2 separate regions of the Delphinus delphis genome follow, and region 2 is linked to region 1. The links are chromatin contacts, called in public Hi-C maps. All regions are on one chromosome and are shown on one strand. The core of a region is the stretch at or near the end of the contact, and the rest is flanking DNA. Distances in the headings are between cores, read along the strand shown. Region 1 holds the start of NAA16 (N-alpha-acetyltransferase 16, NatA auxiliary subunit). Region 2 holds the start of WBP4 (WW domain binding protein 4).

Region 1 (3,261 bases), core at 508-3,007:
GAGACAATCAAATCATTCACTTTTGCAGTATCCTCCTAAATTCATGTAACGTTATAATAAGCATTACATACCCAGATAAAAAATGTTTAGCACTTCCCAATTTATTTGGGGATAAAATTAACTCTGCAGTGGTCTTTACATTTTTTTATAACTAGAGTAATAATAAATCATATAATTGTTTTTCATTATGCTACTGATAACATGATTTGAACTAGAAAATATCCATACAGAGAGAAAATAAGTGTCTGTCATCTTTTAGGTATAATACCAAATGTCCTAAAATCCAACAATTTATAGATAATTTTTCATTAACATGTTTCAGTTCCCTTAGACCAAAAAAATAACAACAAAACACCCCACCCAAAAGGGGCAAAAAAGTTCACTTCTCCAATTCCACACTGCGAAAAATACAAGGGTATGAGAAAAATGAAAGTAAAATAAAGAAAAAATATATGCAAAGTCGAATGAAGCAATCTGCCACAATGCTTTAATTAGATTTATGTTTTTACACTCGTTTCTCATCATTTGCGCAACACTAAGCACCATATAAAATTAAGACAAAATTTTCATCCCATTTACTATGTAGCTTTTGTAACATTCTGAAGACTAAGTGTGACGTTTCTATTTGGCTTGAAACAGAACGGCTACTATGATTTTTTTTTATCTGCAATTGCTTATACTTTATTTTATATATAATAAAGGTAAGCAACAGCTAATGGTCATATAACCAACACAAGCTCTGATTAATAAATTCACCCTTAAAATCTAAACGCTGGTTTTCAGATGAAAGACAATCAGTCTCCAGTGTCTACTGAGAAAAGCAAAGGCATGTTGCCCCTCCTCCCTGGAAAACCATTAAGGTACCAGGACGGTGACATATAACCCACAGAAAACTCCCCTCTCCACCCGGCAGCCGTCATCATTACGGGACCATTATTCAGGTTTCTGCTCGGAATCAAAGTAAATGCACCCCTCAAGTGCAATACCAGCCAGTCCGCGCGGCTTTAACCACTTACAGGGCCTGTACGAGTTAAAAACAATCAGAGCTATGTTCGGCTTTTGAACTTAGAAATGCACTTCGAGTCACGTACTTCCCAAAGAGGCTTAGTACGACACACCAAAAATAGGCAAACTCTCTACCAACGGGAGGATGAGTCTCCGGGGTTTTAGTTTCCCGTAACCGGTATAAATCGGATCCCATCCCATTACAGGATCGCTCCCGCTTTCAAAGGTGTCGAGGTGCGCTGTGCAATAGATTCCACGTAAGGCAGTGAACGAACACCTGGACGCAGGGATGCTGGCAAAAGTAACTGGGGTGGACCGGGGGGAGGAGGTCGCGAGGCCGGCCGCCAGGCGCCGCAGAGGGCACGGGCCACTCCCGGCCGGCGCGCCCAGGCCCAGGGTGACTGCGGCGGGAAGATTCTGGAAGGAGCGGCCGCGGAGGGAGGGAGGAGAGCGGGGTGGCGGGCCCTGCGAGGCAGGGGTAGGGCCGTGCGGGTTCGCGCACAAACAAAGAACCCAGGGGGGCCGGGCCCAGCCGCGCAGGCGCCATCGCCGCCAGACAGCTCGCCGCGCCGGGTCCGGGGCTGCCAGGGGTGGGCGGCGCAGCCACTGGCCACTTACCAAGATGCGTTTGAAGAGGTTGCTCTCCTTTGGCGGCAGCTGCACGTTCGGCATCGCGGCTGGAGAGGAGGCTGGGTGCCCGCGCGCTCCGTTTCGCGAGATGGGCACCGGGACGAGCCGCGGCTAAGAGTCGTGCTGCGGGCGACGGGTCAGTTCATACTTGGGGCTGAGCAGCCTGGGCAGAGCTGCCGAGCAGGGCTGGCAATGGAAAAGGAAGCCGGTCTGGGTAGGATACCCTTCAGCCCCAGCCTTGCTTTGGGGTAAGCGGCGGCGGCTCCCGTACGGGGCAAGATGGCAGCTAGGACCCGCCCCCCTCGAGCGAGGCGGCGTGCGCATGCGCAGGGCGCCCCGCGGCGAGGAACTGGGGCCCTGTGTCAGGCGGTCGCTTCTGTCACCTGCACCGAGGCTCCGGGTAGGGAGCTTGCACCGTAGCCGTTCGTAAGTCGCTGCCTTGTACTGTGCTTTGGTTGTTAGGCTTCTGGCCCAAGATAATGTTAGTTATATCAGAATCTGACTTTTTTGATTTCTCTCCAGTCAGGAATTTAAACAGTGCTGGACACAAAGTAAATTTCTTGATGTAGGACGAACTTGTTTTCCTTATTTTCTCCCTCGACTTAGTCTTTGAGAGAAGCCTTTTCTCTCCAGGGCAGAGCAAAGAAGTATTGACAACGTACGTGAGGTCACTGGGCAGGACTTGAAAAGGGCTAATGTGAAAGCACGTTTGAAATGTCAGAGAAAAATATTCTCAGCAGTTTTGAACACCTAACATTGTCAGTGAGAATTACGGTGGTTTTATGGGGCGCCTGATTCCCCAGGTCTACCTACGCTTTCTCCTCAGGTGGTTCTCCTTTATACAAGCCCTATAATAATGAAAGAAAAAAGATTCAAACCCAGGATCTTCCAACTCTGAGGCGCTTTCTACCATACATGAAAGGCAGCATAGTGACAGAAATGTGTGAGTCTAGAAAGATCTGGACATACATTGTTGACAAGAATAGCCGTACATACGGTGTAGGTTTAATATTAAGGTATATGTAAATATTAGGTACATAAACTTATACATGTTCTGGATCTTCATTTGTGCATGTTTGTGAGACTACAGGGTAATTGATGCATAGTTGCATTTAATGGGCTGTAATCAGAACTGGGTCGGGCTTACTTGATTTTTTTTCCCTGTAGCCTGAGTTGGTCGGAGATGGGAGAAAGTATCACCTCAGTCTTTTTTTTGGCCCCTCTGCAGGGTTTGCCAGATACTAGTTCCCCGGCCATGGATCAGACGCGCACCCTCAGCAGTGAAAGTGCAGAGTCCTAACCACTGGACTGACAGGGAATTACCTCACTTTTAAAATAAGGAAGGGACTGTTATTAAAACGGGGGAGGTCCAGAAGGGCCTATGTGTTCTAGACAGAAACTAGGCTCCACAAGCTATTAGAGGAAGTAGGCAAAGAGGGCTTCATGGGAAGCTTGGCTGAGTGGCACCTGAGCTGGTGGTGGTCTCCTAGACCAGGGGTCCCCAACCCCCGGGCCACAGACCGGTAACAGTCCGTTTCCTATTAGGAACCTGGCTGCACAGCAGGAGGTGAGCGGCAGGTGAGTGAAGCTTCATCTGTGTTTACAGCCGGGCCTTATTGCTCCCAT
Region 2 (3,261 bases), core at 501-3,000, 220 kb after region 1:
GCTTCTTTCTACATATTAAGGGCTTTCTGCTTTTACTTTTCTTTGTATACGACAACATTACAAACAGCACCATCATAACGTAGGTGTTTCATAAACATTAATGCGATGACCCACGCAATGTCCAGTTCCTTAATGTGACTGAAGGGCCACAGAGAAATAATTTGGCTTAGTACATAATCAAATTTGGGCTGATGAAAAAGAAGGCGGCTCACAGCTTTCCTACAAGGAATGAAAAGACAACAAAAATTGTTCGATGTTTTGAAAAATCAAGAGCAATGTATATGAAACTGTTTTGTAAGCTCTGAGTTTAGATCAAAAAGGAACATTTCACATGAATACAATATTATGAGAATCTTTAATAGAGAAATTATCATACAGGCCTATTGTCCGCTATCCAGCACTTGCAGTAATCACAGAATTTCTTTGGTTGGGACTTCCAGTAGTCTGCCCTGGAAAAGGAAAAACAAGTTTAAGTTTATTTACAATTTAAAAAGGTAAATTTTTGCATGATTTACAACTTCTTAAAAAGGCCAAAATATAAGCCTCTGCTACTGAATCTTGACTTGTTACACACAGCACCCTGCTTTATTATTTAGCTGAATGAAATCAGTCAACTGAAATTCTGTTGCCAGTAGAGTGGAAAAAGTCTGCAACGGATTTAAAACGCCCTTAAACAAAATAGCTTTTTAAAAAATGCCTCATTTGTTACTGTCATCAATGTGAAGAAATAAGGAACATCTTGGAGAAGATTATCTATTCTTTCCATTCCTTTCTGGCATTTTTGGAGATTACTGTTAATTGAAACATGAAGAAACTCATAAAGTTCACTTTAAATCAAGTTATTTCTACCCAAAGAACAAAACATAAGACACCTCTGGTGGGAGGCCGTGGTTCCTCTGAGACTATCAGTTAATACAGTTTGTTCTTGAGCCTCATGGCAAAAGAGAATTAGAAAAGCCAAAGGATCCCTCGGCCGGCAAGACCAAAAAATAAAAAATAAATTCATAGGCTAACCAAGGCTGGCCGCTTCTAGTAGGCGGAGGAGGCAGCGGTGGCCGCAGCCCAACCCTACAATTTCACAATACCCCACGGTTCAAGCGCTACAGAAACCAGAAGGATGCTCTCGGCCCCCAACCGTGTAGGTGGCGGGAGCGCTCCGTCGCTTTGCGGCGGCCGTCCAACCTCCAGGGGCCGCCAGCCTCCCTCCCAGAGCCCGTGCTCCAGGCCCCCAGGGCGCTCTGCGGGGTAGCATCCCCACCCCGCCCAGAAAACAGGCCCCGCCTGTCCGCTGCAGACCCCGAGCGAGTTAAAGGAGCGTCCGTCACGCCCCCCGGCCGAGGGCGGGGGGAGAGGGGTGGTGGCGGAGCTAGAGACCCGGAGGGGGAAAGGGCCGCCCGGAGAAACAAGACCTCGTTGTTTAGAGCCTGAGACCCGACTCACATGACAGGACCAGCCGCTCCGCGGGTCGCTCCGGGCCCGGCTGAGGCTCGCGTTCCCCACGCGGGACGAGTCGGAGCCCAGCTCACCGCGAGGCCCACCGCAGCCTCCGAGCCCGGACACCTCCCTTCTTCCCCCGGACCAGTGTTCCACGGTTCCCAACTACGGGTGCCCAGACGACTCAATCCGCGTTCGAAATTTCCTCTCCTTCCCCTCCCCCTCCAGGGGCGGTACTCCCGGCTCCGGAGAGGTGGGGTTGCTATAAACGGGTTGAGGTCACGGAGAAGGGGCGAAAGCGCGACGGGACCTGAGCTGAGAGACGGGAAGCTCAAGCCTCACGTCCCCGCGTTATCCCGCCTTCTCTTTTTTTCCCTGAGATCCAGAACCTCCACCCTTCTTCTAGGCTCGCTGGCTCGTGGCCGAGGAGCTCGCGCGACGCCTCCGCCCCGAACGCAAACAGCTGTTCCCAGAGACGTCGCCGCCCTCAACTTTGCCAACTAGTCCGCACGCACTTTGACCAGCAGAGCAGCCCGGACCTGTAGGCTGGGGGCCGTTGGCGGAGTTAAAAAAAAAGAGGTGAAACAGCTGGTTTCGGAGCCGAGAGTCGCTTGGCTCGGCCTTGCCTCAGAACTTTCCTGAGGCGGTGGAGCGACCCAGCCCCGCCCCCCGGACGCCCGCGCGCTCGGGTCGGGCGCGTTCCCTGGCTCGCGAGCGCGTGGGCAGCGGCGGTAGCGACTCGGGTGGCGCAGAGGCGGCGGCGGCTGGAGTGGCGGTGGGCGGTGGAGCTGGGGAGCGGCGGCGTTTGCGCTTGTCAGGTGAGTCACCGCAGCTTTCTCAGCAGCACTTCCCATATGGTCTAGCGGTTAGGATTCCTGGTTTTCACCCAGGCGGCCCGGGTTCGACTCCCGGTATGGGAACGGTGTATCTCTTTTTAGAAGTGGACAGGGGGGACTAACTCATTTTTATTTCCAGTGGCTCTGGCTCTTTTTTCCTGCCCCCTACCCCAGGTGATTTCGTGGAAAACGCGCGTTCGAGTAGTTGTTAATGACGCCGTGAACTGGGCTGCGGCTTTGGGAGACACGAGTGCCGCGCCGGGCGGGCTGGAGGAGCGAGTGTACTCAGGGTTCCTCTCCTCCTGCCGGAGGCTGGCGGGGCTGAGCTGCCGGGAAGGAGTTTCACTTTCCCCGGGGCCGCCCTCCCGCCCCTCCGGCCCCCGGCCGTCCCTTTCCAAGCGCTCGGGAGGTGATGATTAACTCTGGCTTCTCCTTATCTGTCCCCAGTGCCCCCCTCGGGCCCACACCCTCCTCCTCGGCCGGCCCCTTCTGACGGTCCCAAGCGAAGCGGGGCGTGTTGCCCCCTGCCCTCGGCGCCCGGGAGCCCGCGCCCGGCTTGGAGCCCCGTTGTCTCGGCCGGGTGTTGACTAGAAACACCCCCGACACAAAGCAGCCCCCTGGCGGGGGGGGGGGCGCGGGGAGGCGCCGAGGGCTGTCCGGAGATCCTCGGTGCCCGCGGGTGCGCTCTCCTGACCGCGCAGCTGCCCGCGGCAGCCGGATTGGCCGCGTGTCCACCCCGGGCTCCCGCGGCGCCCGAGCCCCGCCCCGAGGCCGGCCTGCGAGGTCATCCCAACTTGACATCGGGGGCGCCGGCCGTAGTTCTCAGAAAGTACCCCAGAGTCCGGAGCCACAGACTTGAGTGTTTCTGCTCGGGAAGGCCTCTGGGGAAGGGCGTCCGTCCCGTTCTCCGCCCACGTCCGCCCCCCCCCCACAAAAAAAACACACACACACGCTGTGGAGAAGAAAAATACCACTAGGATGAGATGTCTTT

The links. A called contact is a pair of places that touch in the nucleus more often than the background predicts.
Region 2: a Hi-C map of lung shows a contact between it and region 1, with 4 times the contacts expected there. The contact joins the promoter of WBP4 here to the promoter of NAA16 in region 1. A contact is called at or near these places in 2 of 3 Hi-C or Micro-C datasets (lung and muscle).

Annotation. Positions count from the first base shown.
Region 1 is chr18:24,909,327-24,912,587 of mDelDel1.2, forward strand. NAA16 (N-alpha-acetyltransferase 16, NatA auxiliary subunit) reads right to left here and starts at 1,758. Exons shown (of 20, transcript XM_059995524.1): 1 at 1,624-1,758. The coding sequence starts at 1,677. MTRF1 (mitochondrial translation release factor 1) reads left to right here and starts at 1,650. Exons shown (of 12, transcript XM_059995532.1): 1 at 1,650-1,771.
Region 2 is chr18:25,126,585-25,129,845 of mDelDel1.2, forward strand. It overlaps WBP4 (WW domain binding protein 4), which reads right to left and starts at 1,751. Exons shown (of 11, transcript XM_059995558.1): 1 at 1,441-1,751; 2 at 377-449. The coding sequence starts at 1,442. ELF1 (E74 like ETS transcription factor 1) reads left to right here and starts at 1,779. Exons shown (of 9, transcript XM_059995554.1): 1 at 1,779-2,252. TRNAE-UUC (transfer RNA glutamic acid (anticodon UUC)) reads left to right here and starts at 2,283; the gene lies at 2,283-2,354.